Regions from separate parts of the Gasterosteus aculeatus genome. Here region 1 is linked to region 2. A link is a contact called in public Hi-C data. All regions are on one chromosome and are shown on one strand. Each heading gives the region's core, a stretch centred on a gene start, on an enhancer-like site or on the middle of the called end of the contact. The rest is flanking DNA. Distances are from core to core; before and after follow the strand shown.

Evidence for each region. Hi-C and Micro-C count contacts between places; a contact is called where the count stands out from the background.
Region 1: a contact with region 2 is called in a Hi-C map of skeletal muscle, with 5 times the contacts expected there. The contact joins two enhancer-like sites. A contact is called at or near these places in 3 of 6 Hi-C or Micro-C datasets (skeletal muscle and whole body).

Annotation. Positions count from the first base shown.
Region 1 is chr21:19,647,723-19,652,117 of fGasAcu3.hap1.1, forward strand. No RefSeq gene overlaps it. Among protein-coding and RNA genes, the nearest start is that of LOC120811840, 33 kb to the right of the region's middle. Within about 2 kb of position 2,424, at least 3 of the 9 cell types and tissues checked have open chromatin away from gene starts, as enhancers often do.
Region 2 is chr21:19,531,220-19,535,697 of fGasAcu3.hap1.1, forward strand. It overlaps LOC120811873 (cadherin-12), which reads right to left. Exons shown (of 12, transcript XM_040167583.2): 9 at 2,200-2,321. Among protein-coding and RNA genes, the nearest start is that of LOC144390445, 34 kb to the right of the region's middle. Within about 2 kb of position 2,367, at least 1 of the 9 cell types and tissues checked has open chromatin away from gene starts, as enhancers often do.

The DNA of each region.
Region 1 (4,395 bases), core at 1,174-3,673, 120 kb after region 2:
ATGGGCTTCATATGCTTTTCTCAGAACACACGAAGCAATAAGACGTATGTGGTGACACATTACCCGGGGGGTCATTTTTAATAACACGATGAGCTGCGGGAGCCTAATGCATTCTTTTATTCGAGGTCCTTCCCTGCTTACAAACAGGAGCGCCGGATTCTCTTCAGTAGGTTTCAATTGGAAGGGGAATGAGAGAGTTTATTAGAACTCATGATTTTTTGAGCCACCTTCTAGAGATGATTAGGACCTGGATGGATGTTCTCCTCCTGGTGATTCCTCAGCGGTCACGGCGGCAGCGTTTGCTGAGCTCATGGGGGAAACATGTAAAGCCAGATTAATGATCCTCAAACCAACCAAAGTCCCACTGATCACATGTTAATGATCCCGTCGTCAATCACCGCTTAGGATCCCAGACGAGGGGCCGACCGCGTTCCACTGGATAACGTCCAATGAGGTGCACGACTAAGGAAGAAAGGTTGAAGGCCATTTAGAAAAAGTGTTTAATACACTGCTGTGTTGTTGACTCCTTTATGAATATTAGAACAGTAGAGAAACAGATGTTTGACAAGTGTCAAGGCCCAGCGTGACGGAGCTCTGACAGCCTCACTTTCACCTCTTCCGTGTCTCCCACTCCACGCCGACCGTTAACGGACCCGGACGCCGGCGAACAAATGAACAGCGCCGGCACACGTATCGATTATCGATTCTAAGTCCCGCCCACCGTATCTGGGAATCTTGCTGTGGGGAAACTGGAGAGATGTCACCGAGCCACAGGGCTTTGGGTCGATCAATGGCAGCTCACTTAATAAATTGCAGATGCGCAGATGTGTATTTGTGTGATTCAGACAGCTGCCTCAATGCCGGTAGACGACGTCTCACTGCTTCGGGGTGGTTTTATACATTTAATCAAATCAGAGCGTATCTGTTCTGTGAGACGAGCAAGTGACAGACGTCCAAATCGCTTTCAAAGGGGATTAGAGAGAGAGAGAGAGACACCGTGTCCTACCGGGGTGACGTCATGTCCCCGTTCCATCTTCCCGCCAGCTGTGTCCTCCACGTTACCAGTGAGTGAGCAGCACACGTTATTATATACTTTGATACAACAAGACATGAACGTGCAGCTCCACGGCGACACACAGCGCCGTTTAATGGTGAAGTAGAGATGTTTCGCACATTGCCACTCATAGGATTGACTATTGTTGTTATATTTACTGGATGAAGACAGAACCACTAAAACAGGAAATGAGAGCTGTGTGATTTTCCAATGCCTAAAATCTAGCACACTGTCTACTTCCATAAAACGATCCATGCATCATTTTTTCTGCCCTGAACTACGCGGTCTGCGCATCATCTGACGACATCGTCCCTCATGACGGAGGAGGTGCGATTACTTTGATCAGTGCCTCTGGCTTTCCTTTAAAAAGGGTTTTTAACAATGTTCAGGGCACAAGGTGCCCATGTTTATTTCCATGTTACAAAGTCAAACATGTGGTCCTTAAACACCATCCGACCAACCATTGCCTCATTCAATCGGCTGAATGTTTCCGAATATCAAAGTTGCTGCTGGTGCTGGACAGATGGGGGGGTGTATGGCCTTTGAGTCTTAAAATAGAGCGCTTTAGATATGTTTAGAAGTGATGTATCAAGCCCAAGCTGCCTACATTTTATACAATATTAAAACATTGTGTGGGGATGTTTTCATCAAATAACGGAGACACTAACCTGGTATTTTTACATGATTAGTTGTCTTTAATCTGAGGTACACTATAAGCTATTTGGTTCATCTTTACACCAGATCCCACTCTAAAATATGTATAATTATGCAAACCCATATATAAAAAATAAGTCATTAGAAGATGCCACTTGAAAAATTGGTCACTTTTTGCATTGTATTTTTACAATATTTTGACAATAAAAGTCATTATGCAGCCGTATTGTGTCCTGGATGAGGTGACCTCATTGCAGTCTGCTTCCGTCATGAACCCTGAGCAACAATACTGTTCTTCCAGAATCTTGCATGGTCGTCTGTGCAGCCTCCTTTGAGGATCCAGCAGGTCCTGCAGACACTGGAGACCCCGAGGAACTTTTGTTCAGAGGCTTACCAGCTGAGCCCAACAAAAGGAACGTCAGTGCGTCGCCAAACAAAATCAAAGCTTTCAATGCTCTCTCTCTCTCTCAGCCCCCCCACTCCTCCCTCTTGTTGCCAAACCCCCCAGGATGAGCTTGTATTTCCACACCTGTGCAGCGATATCTCCAGATCAGGGCTCTCGCTGCGGTGCAAGCAGCGCTGAGAGCTTCTGCTGTGGGAAGTGGGCGAGCCAGTGAAAAGAGAAGAGGGCCTGTTGTATTATGGGGCTTTTCTCTGTGCAGCTACGGGCTTTTTATCTGGCCGTGCAACCTGGCCGGATGGCATCCTCTTGGCGCGCTGTCCTCGTGACCGGCCTCTTGGCTGCTGGCCCGGGGATATTTGGCTCGCTGTGCACAGCAGAATCACCCCATCCCCCTCATTCCCTGCTTTACTCAGCCTCTCTCTCTCTCTCTCTCTCTCTCTCTCACACTGGCCTCTCGCCTGAGGACAACCGCAGTGCTTTGTGTGGCCTGGCGGGTCTCCTTATACCGGCTCCGTGGCCATGGCTGGTGGGAAGACAGTGCCGTGATAGCTGCAGACAAGCACGCAATTATACAGCACAACCAGTCAGTCACTGCAAGGAGGCTCTCCGCCGCGCATGAGGCCCCATCAGCTGTGACTTACCAAGGCACCGGTGTAATTCAATTGTGGAAATGGCCTTGGGTGGTGCAGGATTGGGGGACGTGCACCGGCCTATTATCCACCTCCCTCGACTGTCTATCAAATTGATAGCTCCCTCGTAGTGGCATCTCATTGACATTGTGTTGAATGTCCTGTGTCTTGCCCTGCTTAATTGAACACAGAATTACCCCCATTTGGACACGCTGAGCAGAATGGAGCTTAACGAACGTTGGGAGCAGGAGATGAGATCGCAGCTGACCTCTGGAACACACTCGGTACACACAAGCTAGAGGCAGCAGTCACACAGACTATCTACGGGGGGGAAACACGGCCACAAAGCGCACGCAAAGAAACAAACGATGCTCCTTCCCATTTTACTCTGTTCCGTGCGGAGCCGCTTTACCTGTGCCGGGTCCGTTGGCCCTCATTGACGTTGGATGCTAAGCAGTGAGACGCGGGGCAGGTGGGATTGGTTTCTGAGCAGTCAGAGGTTAGATTAAATGTTGCGCGCTCACATTGTTTGACGGCGGCGTGCCTTCTGATTATTTTCATTGTAAGCGGGGTCAGAGCGAGGACAAGTGGGAGTCAGGGAATGTAATCGCCCGCGTATGCTTTCCGTGGCATCTCATCTGTGTAACGTGGGGTCGCAATGATCATGATCATAAACGCCGAATGGTGGAACTCATACGGCGCAGTTAATGAAACAAAACATGCACAACTGTCACAGTAATTCCAACAAATTAATGCGCCACCAGGGTTGTTTTGTTTTTGTCATTGTTTGGTAGGAGACGTATTCCCTGATTGGACGGTGAATTTATGAGTGAGGTCACTGCAGGTAATGGAGTTATAAATACTGTGATTTGTTTTATTCATTAGCATCATTTACTTGACACTGTCAAACAATTAAAGGAATACTTTGACTTGACTTGTGAATTTTTTACTTTGTTGCCAGATGAGAAGATCCCTGTCAAATGAATTAAATATAACCAGTAACCCGTTAGCTGAGAAAATGCAGCAACCATCTAAATGTCATCAGCTCCAAAATAAAATAAAAAAATACACCTACAGCTACACGTGTTCTTTTGAATACGGTCAAACAACATGTGCACCGGAGAGCGTTTCCCTGGGAACTGGAGGGGCTCTTCTTTCTTTTCCTGCGATGAATTGGTGCCGCTTCCAGGTACTTGTTCAAAGATCTCTGCTGCCCCCTGCTGGCGACCTCCTGAGGACGTCAGAGCAATCGAGCCCACGTGCACACGGCGTGTGTCTAACAGAGACTGGAATACCAGGTACGCTCGGTACACTACGAGGAGCACAATGTACCATTCAATCAACATATGCTCTGTTTAATAAAGCAGCATCTCCCGTGTGTCATGTTTGCACTTCTGTTTTCAGTCAACCTGAATATCACAAAGGACACAAACGTGTGTTATTTTATGATCCCGTGATGCTTTTTCTAGATGTTTTCATAACACAATGTGCGAGCACGATGCAGCGTCTCTGTGCTCTGGTTTCACGCATCCAGGAGATGGAGCCAAATACCAATGAATGAAGTCTACTGCTGCGGAGGCCCGATGTCCGTAGAGCGAGCTGAACACAACGTGTCGACGGCCACCAAGTCAAACCCCAGTGGAAGTGTGTGCATG
Region 2 (4,478 bases), core at 1,117-3,616:
AACTCGCGAAGGCCGCTCTGCTCTGCGCACACGTGCTGGTTGAAGCATGATAGCGACATTCAATCGACTGTGTCATCACGGAAGGGTATGTAAACATTGTTAGCTCCACCAGCGCTGGTCGTCCGCGGGCGGTGTTAGCTTAGCGGTCGCCATGTTGAGAGCCATGTGGAAGCAATAGATATCTCTGGCGAGTTGCATATCGAGCACCTTTTTATGAAAATATGTGCAGGTAATGAAATTGTCCATAAGAGAAGAAAGGAGCAGGCATAGTTCATCAATCCCCCTCAGTGGGGAATTTAGTATTTTCCGTTTGCCTTTAAAAGCCGTGAGGTATGTTGGATATTCTAATTAGTCTATTAATCATAACATGGTGACAGAAATGCTCTTTTTTTTTTTGCTTCCCACCTCCTCTCCATCACAAGTGGAGCCGTGGATGCTCTGACTGCCGGCTTCTTTTGTACACGTTTAATGGCTTCAAATGCATTCTGCCTTTGCACTCAGCTGCATTGTAAACCTTGCTAGATAAGAGTTCCAGCTAAATGCTGTAAATGTAAATGTAATTATGCCAGAATAAAAGAATGATACGGTGGGTTAGCATCTCAGCGTGGCATTATAAAAAGCCTGTGAGACGAAATGCATTGAAGAGCAAGGAAGACATAATAGTACCGGGTGTCCTAAGTATACCCAGTACCTAACAGCAGTAAATATTCTTGTTTTATGCTTCCTTTGTGGTTTATTTTTCTCATTTCACACTCGACCAGTTGGCCAGTCAGGACCCCGAGTGCAATAAATAATGAAATAAGGAGACAGTCTTCCCCACTGCTTTGCCTGAGCCATTAGCATTAGCATATCTCAGCTTTAAGGTCTCAGTTCGCTCTCCCTCCTGATCGTCCCACACATTTATATAACCATAGTTAGTTGCTTCTCTGGATTAGCGGCCTCCCTCCCTCCCTGGCACAGCGGGGGACTCTCCAAATCAGGCGGTTTGTATGTTTTTCAGTAGCCGGAGTGCAGTCATCTAGGGAGAGATCTGCACTCCTCTGTAATCCAGCAGCTGTGCGCAACCACCTGGTGGAATCAGGCTGTGGCAACTCGAGGAGGAAGTGAATGTCTGCACTGCGGGGCAGAATATGAGAGGAGGAGGGAGGCGCTGTCCTTTGAATACACGGCAGATATTGCGTGGTGATTGCAGCTGATCAGCATACAAGGCTGTCGTTGACTAGTCTGGCATTAGATTTCTGCCTTTTTCTTCCTCTGTTTTTTGCACGTTATTTGTGTCTGTGCAGCATCACGGAAAGAAAACGATTTCAGACGCCTCACTTCATTCTTTCGTTTGGAATTTGATTGGTTTAGAATTCCGGCATCATATTGGTGCTCAAACCCTGTTTCTTAGATTCCCGAGTCCAAGTTAAATGCTGATAATAATTCCAACTCCGTGATGCCCTCGCATGCAGGGCACAGCCGCTGTTTTGATTGCGACAGGCCGAGGACGAACAGAAAGCTCCTTGTTGTGATGAGGAGTCTGCAGCACTTTGACAGACTGCCAAGGAAGCCGCTCCCTCGGAACGCTAACTGCATATCGATGCTAGTTAATGGGCTAATTTACAGGCACAGGTGGTTTACAATGCGCACAGGCAACTTCTCCACTGCATCTCAAATATATTATCGGAAATGTACTCCAGGCTGCTGATATGCAAAGTACTGCTGTGCTTTATGAATGCTTCTTCTGCACCTGGCTGCATCGAATACGCCACAATCCGTTCAATATTTAGATCCACAGTCGGCGCTGAAGGGTTCTCTGCTCCCTTGAAATAAAAGGTTTTATTCAAGTGATCTTGAGCAGAACCCCAGAAATCAACCTTCTGTTAGGCGCCAAAGTGAAAGCTAAATATGTGTATTTATAACAGCAAATGCTAAGAGAAGCAGAAAAAAAAACATCCCCAGACACGTAAACATCAGCGTTTATTCCAGCTGAAGTGTAAACATTGACACTTGCAGCATTAATTTATGAATCCACACCTTTCACATCCAGTCTAACCGTTTTGAAGGGAAGAACAACAACACGACAATCAACAGTTATCCACTCCCTGGAGAATCAACTCGCCTTAAACTGGGGAAAGAAATCTGCTGCGTTAAACACCTGGATGGCATGAAGTGTGCACACAGAGAGGCAGAGAGGAGAGTGTCTCATGAAAATACCTGTCCCACTTTGGCGTTTTCACAAACAAAGGTCTCGTGGTGACCGGCGAGTTCAGGCGGGAACTCGTTGATGTCGAGCACGTTGACGGCGACGGCCACCCGGCTGGTCAGCACTGGACTATCTGGAGAAGGAGACACCACACAGCAGGGCTTCATTACACGTGCTCGCTGTGACGCCACAGCAGAGAACGTGGCCACGGAAGGTACTACTGTCCCACGGGTTTGGCCCGAGCCACACAGGTTCACCGGTGTTGCAGCAGGATGACCATGGGGATTAAAGAGGCCGAGTGACCTTGAGCGGGTGCTAACGCGCTAACTGCTGCACCACCGCAGCTCGCTGTGCAGCGGAACCTCCTGTGTCTGGAACATGCCGCCGCATGAATTGCACCCGGACGCCGATGTTTAAATAATAAAAAAAAAACACACGCTAGATGACTCCCGTGCGCTGACTACAAATAAAGCACGCTTCTCATAATGGGATGTGGCTCCAAAGAGAGAATATCGTCTGTGTCGTGGGTTTTAGCCACGAGGTGTGCAGCCCATATTAATTTGAGTTTGAAAGCCCCCCAGAGAGGGACCACTTGAATCCGGGGTTGTTTGTTACAATGTTTCCTCACCGCAGCGGCACAATGGGGAAATGTTCTTTTAGTGCGGAAGCCCAAGCAAGGTAAACTTTATGGATTTGATGTGGGAATAGGCTTTGCTCTGCAGTGGGGGGGCTTAGTTTGCTCCTGTCGGTGTGAGTACCAGTGCATGGGTGTGTAGAAGAATGCGTGAGGGGGGGGGGGGGGTCGTATCGAGGGGATTGAGACGCAGCCACAGCTCAGTTAGCAACCTGTGTCTGACCTTGACGGAAAAAGCAATCTTCCCACCGAGGTAAAAATGACACTTGGACGTGGGATTTGCTGCTTTGAACCGACTGAACTACGGACTGATGCTCTGCCAGCAAAAACATCTGATCTCTTCTGTCATCGACTTCCTGACTTCTATGGCATCAAAAAAGTTAGAACGACTTGAAATCTAGATCAATGATATCTGTGAGGAAAAGGGCATAAGAGTCTTTACGGGTTCCAGATTTAGGTTTATGGTTTCTTCCTCCTCATCTCAAGACCTCATCTCCATTACTATAAACTGGCTCTCATTGCAGCATCGGTGATGTGTCTCTCAGCCCACTAGATGGAGCAATGGCACAGCGGTTATGTGCAAATCTGGCTGGCGTCAGCATTTCGGCTCCATAAAAAATGCTCTATTCATTTTTATTAATGCAGATGGAGTGATGCTGCAGGGTGCGTGATTGGTTAGCCATGAAGCTGCCGGCTTTTTACTGCTTCATTGCTCGGTATAACTTTTTCTGAATGAGCTCATCTTAATAAAAAAAACAATCAACCGAGCACACATTAAACCACAAATCAATAAAATGGATAAAACGCGAAACAGAGATAGTACTTCTTATGTTCAACTGTCTGTTGAAAGTGCAACATTGGTTAGAATAACTAAGAAACATCTCAACACAAACTCCATCTTCAGTGTGAAACAACACTCACTCCGCTGTGAATAGACGGAGAGCGGGCCTCCTCCCAAGGTTATTATTGCATTTAATAGCTCTTCCCCTGTGTTTGACTCCTAAAAATTGCCACAGGGCTTAAATTAATTTAACCCGGGCTCCTTATTCGGCTTGTGCTCTGTGGCGGGAGAGCAGCAGAGAGCGCTCTTGCTTTGCTGCATGACTGCGGCGTAAACTCAGAGTCTTCCTTTAAGCGGAGTAAGTCTCCAACGCACGTGTCGTACGAATCACAGCAGCGTACGCGCTCCTTTTATTCTAGGCCAATGTTGTCCTTCACCCCGTACTGTTGGACACTTCCCCTCTGTTATTGTAACGGGGAATAAAAGGTGTGGGTGGAACAATATTGAAAAGCATTGGCAGCAAGGACGCGCCGCCAACGCAGACACGGGTCAAAAGTGGAGCTCTGCATGAATTTAGTAAATATTGAGAACTGCTCTGCAGGTCCAACTGAGGGTCCTCGAGAGTGTAGAAATGTCAGATTTTCAGTACACGACCTCTCCTCATAAAATGGATTATTACTCTCGGTTTTCAAGGTGTCTCGCTTCAATATTTATTGCTCTTCTTCACGCTTTTAAAATATGAATAATAGACAGACAACATCCCAAAGATGTCAATAGAGTGCAGCTCAGAGGAGGAACGTAAAAAGTTCTCACAAATCTCAGCAAGGTCAATTCATGGTGGGGACAAACGAAAGGAGACCACCGCCTCTGTCCCA